2 separate regions of the Danio rerio genome follow, and region 2 is linked to region 1. The links are chromatin contacts, called in public Hi-C maps. All regions are on one chromosome and are shown on one strand. The core of a region is the stretch at or near the end of the contact, and the rest is flanking DNA. Distances in the headings are between cores, read along the strand shown. Region 1 holds the start of nucks1a (nuclear casein kinase and cyclin-dependent kinase substrate 1a). Region 2 holds the start of ap5b1 (adaptor related protein complex 5 subunit beta 1).

What was found. A called contact is a pair of places that touch in the nucleus more often than the background predicts.
Region 2: a contact with region 1 is called in a Hi-C map of hematopoietic stem cells, with 5 times the contacts expected there. The contact joins the promoter of ap5b1 here to the promoter of nucks1a in region 1. A contact is called at or near these places in 1 of 18 Hi-C or Micro-C datasets (hematopoietic stem cells) and 1 of 4 datasets of contacts at active chromatin or transcription factors (embryo).

What each region holds. Positions count from the first base shown.
Region 1 is chr11:40,959,382-40,966,136 of GRCz12tu, forward strand. nucks1a (nuclear casein kinase and cyclin-dependent kinase substrate 1a) reads right to left here and starts at 4,292. Exons shown (of 8, transcript NM_001004601.2): 1 at 4,036-4,292; 2 at 863-912; 3 at 598-697; 4 at 1-16. The coding sequence starts at 4,052.
Region 2 is chr11:41,539,348-41,546,418 of GRCz12tu, forward strand. ap5b1 (adaptor related protein complex 5 subunit beta 1) reads right to left here and starts at 5,215. Exons shown (of 3, transcript NM_001326456.1): 1 at 5,109-5,215; 2 at 4,867-5,011; 3 at 1-1,551. The coding sequence starts at 5,010. It overlaps cdc42 (cell division cycle 42), which reads left to right and starts at 6,632. Exons shown (of 6, transcript NM_200632.2): 1 at 6,632-6,728.

The DNA.
Region 1 (6,755 bases), core at 3,042-5,541:
TTCATCTGAATCCTCGCTGTGGGGAAAAATCAGAAAACATTCGTTAGCAGTTTGATCCTTGAAGGAGAATGTCCTTGTATGTGGCATTTTTTCCTAGTTATAATTAACCGTTGCATATGTGGGTCACAAGGAGAAAATGGATCTCAAAAAGGTTTACCATGTCTAGAGATCGGAACATGCAAAAATCTCACAGTTGGACATGTATTAAATAGATTTACAAGGCATTATTCATATTTTGCCCTTAATAAATCATGGATTAGTTTATTTGGTAAACACTTGCTACTATTGTCTATGAATATATTTAGTAGTACATTTATAACACATATATATATATTTATAACATCTCTGTGTGTGTGTGTGTGTGTGTGTGTGTATGTATGTATGTATGTATGCATATATATATATATATATATATATATATATATATATATATATATATATATATATATATATATATATATATATATATATATATATAAATATATAAATAAACACACACACAATACCCCATTGCACATTCTTTGTGAACCTTGATTATATCTCTGAGCACATTTTACATTTATTTTGATAGCGTGCTGAAAATAGACAGATTCTTGCCTTTCTTCCTGCGAATTCTTAGACTTCTTGTGCTTGTTTTCACGGGGTGGAGCACGTATCTTCTTGGTGGTTTCCTTCTCCTTTCTTCCATAATCCTCATCTGGAGGCAGAAATTGAATTAATTATACAATTAAAGAGCATGACACACAAATAGATTATGCATGAGAGGTCATCAAACGACTTGCAGAGCAGTAATAAGCAAACATGAGTACATTAACAGTTTCCTGAAAGTTAATGCAATGCATTTTAGAGGTGGTTTAATTACCTGCATCATCAGATTCGTTAAACTGGGAGTAATTCACCACCTTTCTGTTCCTGTAAGACAAAAAAATATGTATGAATACATGCAAAACATCTTCCCAATGACACATTTGTGAGCAGAGCGACGTTAATTCCTGTTTTAAAGGCTCACTGAATTTCTGAAAGTGGTCAGCATTTATTCAGGAAACGAAAAGCTCGTTTAACATGCCTTGCTTCATTATGTTTACTTGAATTAATGATCGTTAAACAGTTCCTCAATTAGCATTTCAATGAGGGTTTCATTAATACTGCAGTCTTGTCCCATTTAACCACTCAGGCCCGACTCGGTGTTGAGAGGACTGAAAAGCCACAAGTTACTTTAAATGATTCAATTTCTGGATTAGAACTTGCAATAATTCATAATAATCAATTTAGAAAGGATGACAACATATAAACAGTAATCTACACATTTATATTTAATCATTCTGAGTAAAAACTGGTTTATTAGTTTCTGATAGTTTTTTTTAAAAAACCATTAAACTATTGTTAGCGGTAACATTTAGTGAAAAATACTTCTAATTGTTAACCGATTGAGCAAAAATATTTGGATTTGTTCTACCATGGCATCAATAGAGACCTCTAAGAAAATTTTCAAAATGTGTCAATTGATTTATATTTAAAACCCTCTGATGGTTTAGTCATTTATTCCTAGTTCGTTCCCATACATTTTACTTTTAGCAGACATCATAATGGTTTGCACTTTTTGTGAGATATCAATTTCAAATTTGGTGCACGACTTCAGATTTGTGATTGTTTTGGACTGCACAAACTCTGCCAAGTGATTCTAAAAAAAGTGCAAAGTTATGTTCTGAGCTCCAAAGCATTCAAAATTTACAAGAGATTAAATTAGAAACTGTTAAAAATCACACTTAAAATGGGTTAAGAAATTAATTAAAACTACTATATAAATATATTTTAATATTCTAAAACCCAATTACCATACAAATTCATCTGTTTTCCATTTTAATTTAAGAAAAACTTGACCCCCAGACAAGAATAAATATCGGCTGACATTTTAAATTTAAAAACTAAATAATACATACAGCTCTCTCTCTAAATATATATATATATATATATATATATATATATATATATATATATATATATATATATATAAATATACATATATATATATATATATACATATATATATATATATATATATATATATATATATAAATATACATATATATATATAAATATACATATATATATATATATATATATATATATATAAATATACATATATATATATATATATATATATATATATATATATATATATATATATAAATATACATATATATATAAATATACATATATATATATAAATATACATATATATATATATATATATATATATATATATATAGAGAGAGAGAGAGAGAATGAGAGAGAATGAGAGAGAATGAGAGAGAATGAGAGAGGTGTGTGTGCCTGTAGGTATGTATGTATGTATATATATACATACAGTTGAAGAATTATTAGCCCCCATTTGATTTTTTTCTTCCTTTTTTAATATTTCCTAAATCAAACTTCACATTGTGTCTGAAAATATTTTTTCTTCAGGAGAAAGTTTCATTTGTTTTATTTCGGCTAGAATAAAAGCAGTTTTTAATTTTTTAAAAGCCATTTTAAGGCCAAAATTATTAGCCCCCTTAAGCTATATATATTTTTCGATAAGAGTTCAGAACAAACCATTGTTATACAGTAACTTTTCTAATTATCCTAACCTGCCTAATTAATCTAGTCAAGCCTTTAAATGTCCATTTAAGCTTTGTAGAAGTGTCTTGAAAAATATCTTGTAAAATATAATTTACTGTCATCTTGGCAAAGATAAAATAAAGCAGTCATTAGAAATGAGTTATTAGAACTTAAGAAATGTGTTGGAAAAAAGTGTTATTTCCGTTGAACAGAAGTTGGGGGAAAAATAAACAGGGGGGCTTATAATTCTGACTTCAACTATGTATATACACACATATACATTCACAGACCTTTCTCTAAATATATCTGTCTGTCTATCTATCTATACACATACATAAACACCCCCTCTCTCTGGAGAGGTGTGTATGTAATATATATATATACATACATACATACATGTATGTGTGTATATATTTCTAAATTATTTTATATACAAATAGTTCAAAATACCATATATTTTTTACAAATTGTATGTAAATTAAAACATCACATTGGATAAACACTTTTGTTTTCTTCAAATTGTGAAATAATTTGTTTAATAATTAAAATAACTTCGCGAACTGAAGTCATTTTCGAACATATTAACAAGATTACTATGGCGAATGTTTTACTAAGGCCTTCGCGCGACATTTTTTCTCTGTACAAACGACACAGCCTACGTGAAGACGACGCGCGGCATTTCCCCTATTTGTATAACATTATACCGTATTCTGTAGACGCAGTTAACAAACATTCATATGCAGTAATCAATTTATGTCGTTTAAAATCAAAACACGAAGATTAAACATCGAATTAGGTGCACGTTTTGCACATAAGAAACTCCACACGGGAGGTGTGGTCGCTCTCAGGCACCCCGCCCCCCTCTGACGTCACCCGCGTCGTGTTAATTTACCGCTATCGAAAAAAAACCAAAAAAGCGCTTTCCTTAAAAAAAAACACCAACGCGCTTTCGCAATCTATTGTTTCCGCATAAACCGTGCTGTTCGCCCAAATATGTGCGCATTACAGGTTGCAAAAATCACACGAACGGGCCAACGAGCACCTCCAGCGGGATTTTATTTCCCCTCCTGAAGCTCTGGCGAGGATGAATGGGAAGCCATATTCTCACTGGCTTACAAGGAAACATGAAGCCTTTTTCAGTGCCTCTCACACTACACATATAATCTGAAATCTAGGTAGGTGATGCACAAGAAACATCACGCTGCAGAATCCCGGTTAATGCGGATTTTAACCGTGCATGGTGTAGCCACGAGCATAAAACACAGCCCTTCGTCACTGGGGAAGAAACAACGAGCAAAATGCATGCACGAACGAGCCAAAATGTTACAAAATCCGAGCGCTAAACAAGAAGCTAAGGATGCCTGGCACATGCGTGAAGCCTAGTAGCCAGCGTGCATGCAGTAGCCATCAGTAGGACGAATGAAACCCACGTACCTCACTGGTCTTGCCATTTTGCAGGAATACTGTAGCGGTTAAAATTGTGAAAAGGAGCCAAAGAAAAGCAGGGTAAATGCAAACAAAACGTGGTGTTTTTAAAACACAAGGGGGCACGTCGAAAAAACCAACGTCCTCTCCCTGTGACGAAAACTAAACAATGCTGGAGGTATTCCTGCTCTACGAAGGTATTTAGTTTAAATATTACCTTCAGCTACTCAAAATGGTGAATAAAACAAACTGAAACTGCAGCCTTCGCGCAACCTAACGATTGGACGGAAGGCGGGGCGTGTTCGTTCAAACCCCGCCCGCTTGGTCAGATTTGCCCAGAGAGCGACGCCATTGGCCGGTTTGAACAGTTGTTTGATTTGTCATTGGTTTTCGAGGCTGTCTGTCAAACGTCGTGTCTCCAAAGCGTTTACCCTCCCCCTCGTTTGCGGATAGGTTGAACAGCATGGCTCAGAAACAAAAAGAGGCCCTTACGATATGCAAGATGTCCCAGTTTAAGTGTAGAACAACTTTGTGGTGCTTGTTTCCTTTGAAATGAAGTTGAAATCAGTGAATAAGCGCTTTATGCAAGCGACAGCACACGACTGAAGGTTTGAGAGCCCCAAATGAATCATTTTTGCTGACTTTTTGAGCTGAATTGTGTTCACAGCTAATTTATTTGACAACACTATTGCTAATATTATGCTAACTGTTATTAATATCATTTAACTTATTACAAATCATAATTTAAATGTACAATTTATTTATTTATTTGGACAACATATACATTTTTGAATCATTTCCTTAGCTTTTCACAATTCCCATTGCTCTCAGTGATGATTCCTACAGGATTATTCAATAGAAAAATAGCAAATCAAGATCCCTTTTCCCCCAGACCACCCTTAAATCCTGGGTTATTTATTTGATTCAAAGTGTTGCTCAGAAATGTTCTTAGTTTTTTTTCACTTTCAGATATTTTTTTCCCTAAAGTCACAAATGAATATGTAGTCTATAAAGGTTTACGTATAGGAACCAAGAAAGTAAGTTTTACATAGGCCCATAAGAACCAAATAATGATTTCCTACGGGATTATGCAATAGAAAAATAACAAATCAAGATATTTTTTCCACCTCAGACCACCCTCTAATCTATTTGCTTTCTTTTATGCCTTTAATTGAAAGTGTTGCCCAGAAATGTATTTAGTTTTTTGCTTTAAGATGTTTTTTCTCCCCAAATTCACAAAAGAATATGTAGTTTGAGGGGGTCTAGAAGGATTTACGTAAAATAAACCAATAAAGTAAAATTAACATAATCCTATAAGAACCAAATAATATTGATTTCCTACAGGATTATGCTGTAGAAAAATAACAAATCAAGATACTTTTTCCTCCCCAGACCACTCGTAAATCTGTTTGTTTTGTTTTATTTGTTTAGTTGAAAGCATTGGTCCGACATGTTCTTAGGGCGTACTCACACTATGTACAGTTGCCTTGTAGTGATGGGAAGTTCGGATCATTTTACTGACTCGGATCTTTGAGTCTCGTTCATCAAGATGAACAAATCTTTTTTTGAATCATTTCGTTAATTTAGTTCAATATGCAAAAATATTATTAAAATGTTACCAATTGCATCCAAACACATCTACAACTAGCCCAAAAGGTTGATCACACGACAAATAAGTCATAAATAGAATATAAGAAGAAGAAAATAATAATTCAATGTTTACCTGCTGTTTTGTCTATGAAGGTATTGTTGTCTCTTTGCTCAGCTCACCTCTTCATGTCTTTAAATGTCAGTGGTTTATTCACGTTACACTGACAGTCACATATAATGCACAGTCTAAGCCGATAGGAGCCATGATCGTTCGTTTATCACGTGACAGAATGACTCAAACCAGAGGACTTGAGAGATTAACGGTTCAATTCTTTTTCTGGCTCTAAACGCGTATGATTGGCCCATGAGGAACGAATGACTCAGACCCAATAGAGGACTCGAGAGATGAGCGAATAAATTTTTTTTTTCCGGCTCTAAACGCGTATGATTGGCTCGTGATGAACGAGTGACTCAGACCCGATAGAGGACTGGAGAGGGGAGCGGATCAATTCTTTTTCCGGCTCTAAATGCATATGATTGGCTTCTGCCAATATGATGAAGACTTGAAATTACTGATACTACCTGCACAAATGTGCGCACGCGCGGATAAACGAATCATTTCCTAAGAGGACTCGTAGTTCCCGAGTCATATTGAAGATTCGTTCAAAATGAACGAATCGTTGATGAACGACCCATCCCTATTGCCTTGAACCGGGCCAAAGCACGCTTGTCCCCTCCGACGGCCCGCACTCACATCGCATTTGAGCCTGAGCACACTTACATCATTGATGATGCGCTGTTCACATTACATTCGGGCCTGGGCACGCTTACGTCATCGATGATGCGCTGTTCATTAAGAAGCGCTCTCGCTCAGCACAGTGGAGATTTCTTTAGTTATATCGTTTAAGTCGTTTGATATGCAGTGACAAGAAGTCAAATATTTTGCAGAACAGATCAGCCCCTTTGACGTTCATGAACAATCATAAAGTCCTCGTGCTGCATGAATTAGGAGGTTTGCTGAAGGTGCAGCTGTCGTGCAATGAGAGGTTTGCGTCTTTAATAAACTACGACAATTTGCTTTCATTGAACAGTAAGAATGATTAATAAATTCATATTAAACAGTCCCTTAAAAGTCACGT
Region 2 (7,071 bases), core at 3,965-6,464, 580 kb after region 1:
GTTTCCAATCTGCCACTTGCCTCGTTCACACAAGTTAGAGTTGATGAGAACGTTGAGAAGAAGGTAAATGGTGTTCCTTTGGGTGATCTGACCCTCTTTAGCCACTCTTTTCAAGACTTTCAAGTGCCAACTCAAATTGTGAATCGTCAATTGCAATGGAGGCATCTCCATAATGCATTTCTGAAGTCCTCTCAACAACTTAACCGACCAGATGGGGTCGTCTAGACACTCTTGAATTCGATCTGCAAGGCCAATTAGATTTGGAGCAAGTCTGCAATGTCTGGAATAAATATCACGTAATTTGTCGATCAGCTTCTCCGAGAGTTCTTCCATACCATTGAAGTGCTTGAGAAAAATAAACAATGCCCTGAAAGACGTCACGACTACTTCTCTGCTACCATCGCTGTCTACGATTTTCAAAAGTGCCATTATGTGATCGAACAGGTAGGCGATTCCTTTATCCGCTTCACCCTCATCTGCCTCAAGGTGCACCAGGCACAGAAGGTTCAGTCTGCAGAGCATAGTAGCACTATCATTGAAAACCGTAGGGAGAAGAGATGCTGCAAGACGTGGCGTAACCAGCACAGGTAAACATTCTTCACCACTACTAGATATAGGTCGGTTTTCAGGGAAATGCAGGATGCAGTCCATGTAGAAGAGTTTTTCGGGAATTCTTAGGAGCGGATGCTGGGCTGATCCCACCAGACGCTTAAGCAGAAAGTTCTCATCCTCAGCGGTGAAAAGACTATCTGTGAAGGTGTCTTTCATGAAGAGCGTGGCATGCATGAGCACGACTTCTGCTGTGCCAAACAGTCGCAGAAGCTGCGATTTAAATAGTGTTGGAGAAAGTCCAGGCACCATTGCAACAACTTCTACAAGATCCCTCATTAGGGAAGACTGGGAAATTGGTGTTAGTAGGTAGGACTCCTCCAGAAGTAAAGACATTATCGATTTGAGTTCTTTACAATCCAGTCCTTGTGGCAACTGTGGGACTTGCACTATCATGTTAATTGGCAAGAAATTCTGATTAGTTCTCCATGCAAACCCTTCATTTCCTCCTAATATGCTCTTAAACTCGAAATCAGTAACCTCTTTTTGGTTCGTCAAGATCCGTATTGCGTTCTTCAATCCTAGTGTATACAGAATACAATAGGACTGATGCAGAACTGAAGTTTCTTGCTGTTTGAGAAGATACAAGGCCTCCAACTTTTGAGAAAGAAGACCGGGGCTACAGGTTTCCATTTCTCGTAGGCAGTCACAAGCAGTGGCTCTTAAAGGCTGCTGGGATTGACCGCATCTGTAGTCATTGGTGTCCTGAATCGTCTGAAATAAAAGGTCCAGCCAGTCTTCAGCCATCTTTGTGTGCGTGGCCAAACAGGAAGTGCATATTATCACATTGGTGATCGCCAGCATGACATTACACTTGAGGCTGATGGACTTCTGCGGTGTCTGGGAAAAGATGGACAGCAGTTCGAGAGCCGTTTCTTCTCCCACTGAGGCAGAGGGGCAGAGAATGGTTGGATGCTCCAGTAGTGCAGACACAAGGAGTATCTTACAATAAAAAGGGGAAAATAACAGTGTTAGACAAAGGTATGTTGGGTACAGGGATGTTGCACACCATTTCAACTAAGCTAGATACAGCAGAGGCTGTCACAATTATGACTGCATTGTCTAGGGCTGTGCGATTTAGGGAAAATATCTGAGATTTTTTATTTTTTTGACAGATATTTTAATTTGATTTGTGATTTAATTCTGTACTTTTGTTTGGTGTCTGTGACTGAAACCAAAATATTCCCATATTACCAGTGCTGTTTTTCTTTGATATTAATTCATCTATTAATGATTTTGAAGCAGCAGAAGCCATTATCCCACTTGTCCAAGCTTTTCCGTTTGTTTTATTTTTTCTTGTTATTGTGGGCGTTCTGCATAAATGTATATGAAATGTATATGTATTTTTTAATTACTCCCGCCCAGAGCAAATGCGTGACTGCCGTCTGTGTGTGACAGTCTTACTAGCCAATTGGGCAGAACAAAAGTGTGGTCACTCAATTAGCTAGTAATGCCGAGTCCAGACTGCATGATTTTCAAAGTAGTCGTGTCGCAGATGTTTTCACTGCATGACCATCTGGGCTAGCGTTTTGTCGCTGTTTTATTTACACTGCAAGATGGATCGGCGACAGGAACTTTTACATTGCATGACTTTACTATAGGAAGAATCGTCGACAACTTCGTCCAAACTACATCTCAGCCAAAAACACGTAGTATAGCTTTTGTTATTAGCTACATAACGAGAAAGAAGCCTTTAATGGGGTAGAAAATGTACATATTTGCTCGCCTGGGTTTGAAGGGAATTAGCCATTTCTCCTCAACTTTCTTTTTTAACTTTTTGTATGAAACGTCAAACAGACATGGGGGCTCCTGTCAAACCTCCACTAGTTTTTCCTCCATATCTTGGGTCCAAATAAAATGAAAATTAAGCGCTTTTAACTTCTCCCCCAGCCTCCCGCTGGCCAGCAGGTACACAGACACACACACACGCACAAGTGAATGCTGCTCTCTCATTGGCTGTAGGCGATCGCTGACGTTATTTTCAGTCAAAACTCATTTCACACTGCATGATTTGAATTGCCAACAGCTCTAGATATTTAGCACGGCAAATATCTCACGGGCATCGGCGATTGTCTCAGATTGCGTCTTTGATAGTTCATACTGTGTGATTGTCACTCACGTGCACGAGCACCGATTTGCCTGGGATTTCAAGCATTTGTCTGCGATTTCTCAAAACCTGTCGCAGAGTCAAAATCGGGGTTAAATCACGCAGTCTGAACTCAGCATAAGACTGTCACACACAGACGTCAGTCACGCATTTGCTCTGGGCGGGGGCAATTGAAGATACATTTCATATCACAGCCTCTTGCGATGAACTAATTGCAATGTTTAAAATTGTCCTGAGCTGCTGCTGCGCTGGTGGTCATGGGGGGTGGAGAACATGAGTCTGATTCCAGTGATGCTCCAGGAACAGACAAGTCTTCGCTGAGGCCAGCTTTCAGCCTCCACCGCGGTGACTGAAGCTCTGCACAAGACTTTTGGCCAGCGTAGAAATTAAAATGGTCGTGCCCAACTGAGTCTGGTTTCTCTCAAGGTTTTTTTTCTTCACTCTCCTATCAGGTGAACTTTTTTTCCCCTCTCCGCTGTCGCCACTGGCTCGCATGGTTCAAGATTGGTTGAGCCACGCATCAATGAATTTGCTCTTCAGTGTTTGAACTCTCAGTAATGATTTTAAATTACACTGAACTGAGCTAAACTGAACTGAACTTAAACACTAAAAACTGAACTACACTGTTTCAGTTACTAATCTACATTGTAAAAGTGCTATACAAATAAAGCTGAATTGAATTGAATTGAAAATTGCGATTCGATTTCGATTAATCGCACAGCCCTAATATTGACTTACACAATATATAAATGACCTCAAATTTTGACGATGCAATCAATGTCTGTTGTGTTTACCATAAAAATGACTCAACATTTTATCCACTTTCATTTTATTCGTTTTTTTGGTGTTTTCTTTTGGGGTTTTGCATCTTTTTTTATTTAATAAGCGAGTTAAGAAATGTCAAGACTGTGGTAAACAAAACTTGCCTACTTTGACAAACATTGTCTAAAACATGAAACAAAACATGATTATGAAGCTGATGTGTGGATTTTATAAAACTATATTTTTATTTTTAAAAACATAATAAGTAGATAGGATAGATAGGAATGTGTGAGAAGTTTATGTTGAAGAACATATGCAGATTTATATTTAATGCAAACCTTATTTTACTTATTAAAAACATCAACAAATGATTATAAAACCTCATAGGAATATCTAAATGGAGCCTTTTCCACACTTTGAAAGGTATAATATTTCATTGGTATATTTCATTCTTTCATTTATATTATTATTTTACTAAATAAGCATTATAAAATACAATAAATTGCCCCAAAAGGTCTTAAATTGATAATATCATTACCACAGTTATTCGTTGGACAAATTACTGCACACCAAAAAGTATATTTATGATGACAGGATTAATTTTATAACAAAGATTGTTAATAAAACTAAGATTACACATTTTTGTCATGATATATATGTGCATTTTTCCCCTAATAACCAATTATATTGAAGTCAGTTTATGCACGTGCACTATTATTACATCAGAAAAATCCGAAATATTGCTTCAGAGGAAGAGATGCAGCTTGTCTTTGCCTTTACCTCTTCACAGTTGGATTCTAATGTTTTGTTTACTTATCTGAACACATCTATGGATCATATGCAAGTTGTGCAGAATGCAACTGCGAGGTTTTTAACCAGCACCAGTAGGAGGTCACGCATTACTCTTGGCTTTCTATTAGTTTTAGAGTACATTTTAAGATTCTGGTGATAACATATAGAGCTTTGGATGGTCAAGCGCTGCTCTATATTCAAGATCTTTCACGTAGTCCTTAGACCTTTTAGCCATTCCCAGAGCTCATCCTAAGACTAAAGGTCTCCGTCTAGCACTGAGAACTCTGGGATCAGTTGAACTTTTTAAAAAGCATTTAAAGACGCATCTTTTTGGTCAAGCTTTTAATTGGTGAGCTGGTTTTACATTGGTGTTTTTGTTCTTGGGTTTTAACCATAGACTGTAAAATATAGGTTTTAACTTGTTTTCTTTAATAGATATGTGTTCTTTTAACTATTTTTCAGGATTTATTATATTGTACAGCCCTTTGTAACTTAGTGTGTTAAAAGTGCTATACAAATAAACCTTTACTTACTTATTATTTAGGAAACAATAGCATGAATATGATTTAAAACGAGTGTTCGTCTGCTTTCATTACCTTAAGTTGATCATTGATTTTATCATTCCGCAGTTCGTGTAGGAGTTCAGCCAGGAAAATCTCAGAGGTGCTGGTGGCCAAAAACTGAGATGGACTCAGCAGAAAGGCAGAAATTCTCTGATCCCAGAGATCCGCGATAGTCATTCTGCAGATTAAACAGGAGCACTTATGTATGTGCGTGACAATGGCGCTTAAAAATGTATTAATTAACGCACACCCGCATTGACAAAACAACGACTCACCTGTCAGTTCACACCGTAAAAACATAAATAAAGCAAATGGATTTAAACATCCGTCTGTTGACGTCTCTGAAGATCATGTGTTCCTAGTTGTCATATGATAAACCAGGTAGTGAGCCGTGTGTTTTAAAATAAAAGTCACCAATGAGTCATGTCCTGTAATAATAATGACAGATTATTTCTGTGAAATGAGTAAAATGTGATTTAAAGGTTGGTAGATCAATTAATTTATTTTCTTTTTTTTTTTCATTTTACCCTCAAATTATTTAGATTTACATTGATGAGCTGAAACGGCGGGCTTGTATTTTGACAGGGTAATGTGACCTTCTTTTTGTCGCGGGTTTTACTGCCATCTTGTGGTGTTTTAGGTGTTTAAAGTAGGTCAAAATCAATCTAAATTTGACAGTTGAATAAATAATTAGAAATAATAAAAATATATATATATTGCAATTAAACAAAAGGTCGTGGTTTCTAAGATAAGGTAACTATTTATTATCAACATATTGCTGCATATTTAACTCTTTATGTATTATTCTGAATTTGATCTCAATGCATGTTGAGGTAAAATGCTATGATAGTAACGTTACACATAACATGGTACAAAATTGTTAAACTCTGCAAAACAACAGAAATGTAGTTGCAATATGTGCATGCAGAAGTAAATGCCATATTTACCACCATATATTTGCTTGAATATCAAAGTTAATTAACTTTATAATAGTATACACATTGTTAAAGGGAGTTAGATATTTATATAACATAATTTCACATGTGCATGAACGTTGAGTTCCTATTCTCATTATATTACAATTAATAATATATTTTAAGTTACATGATTATATTCATATTTGTTTAAACAAATAATATAAACCGTAAATGGTATATGAATTTATTTAATTTCGGCAAATTATTTTCTTACTCATTATCTCATTATCTCTCTCTCTTTTTTTTTTTTTACCATTGAAGTAATTCAAGTAATTATAATGAAATAATTCACATGACTGAATTACATAATAAAGGAAGATGGCAAAGTATGCATTTAGTTTGTTTAATTAGCTTACATTCCTTTGAATCTTGTGTAAATCCTGGAATTTTTCTTTCTTAAGAAAGAAAAGCAAATGCTTTGTTTGAACATTTAAAGTAGGTACAAAAGCTAAATATATTTAGGACACAGCATTAACAACAATAACAATTGTACTTGCAATGGTACCAGTAAAAAAAGAACCAAGAGCAGAAAAACGATAGAAAAAAAATATATTGGTTATCAAATCTAGAGATAGATATAATGGATAATAAAGAGATGGTTACTAAAGAGGGCAATATAAAAACCTTTTTCTATTCGTTTTGAGTGTTTCTATTTTTTTAATTAACCTGGAATTGTGATTAAGTATTTATTCATCTCATGTATAATTGTTAGAAAATAGGTTTGCGATTTAAAAATGTACACTTACGAATATAGAACCTAAATAAAATTTAAATAAGGTTAATCCTGTAGTTTCTGAGTTGTAATGAAGTGTGATGGAGTGACGCAGCGCGCGGCTCGCCCCTGCTCTTCAGTTCTGGAAACCCCAAGCGCGCGGACCTGCCAACGCCCGGCGCAGAGAAACAAACAGAAAGGATACGGTAAGTGCCAATGACGCGCAAAATATTTACCCCATTTCTCTTTTTATAACCAACATCAACGCTTGACCCAGTGCGGAATCGAGTTGTGAATATGTACAATATGAATTGATATTTTTAAAATGAGCATTTAACGAAGCAAACGTGTAAAACTGCACCAGAGGGCAGTTAGCACAGGCGGCTAGCTGCCGCTGAGGAGAACCGGTCAGATTTTTACCACTGATAGATTTACAAGTGTTATCATGCAACAGTATTACATATTTAGTGTCTGTTCTTAGTTTAAATTATGCCAACGTTGCATAGAATACCGTTTCTGACATTCAGTCTGTCATCCGTTTCAATCGCC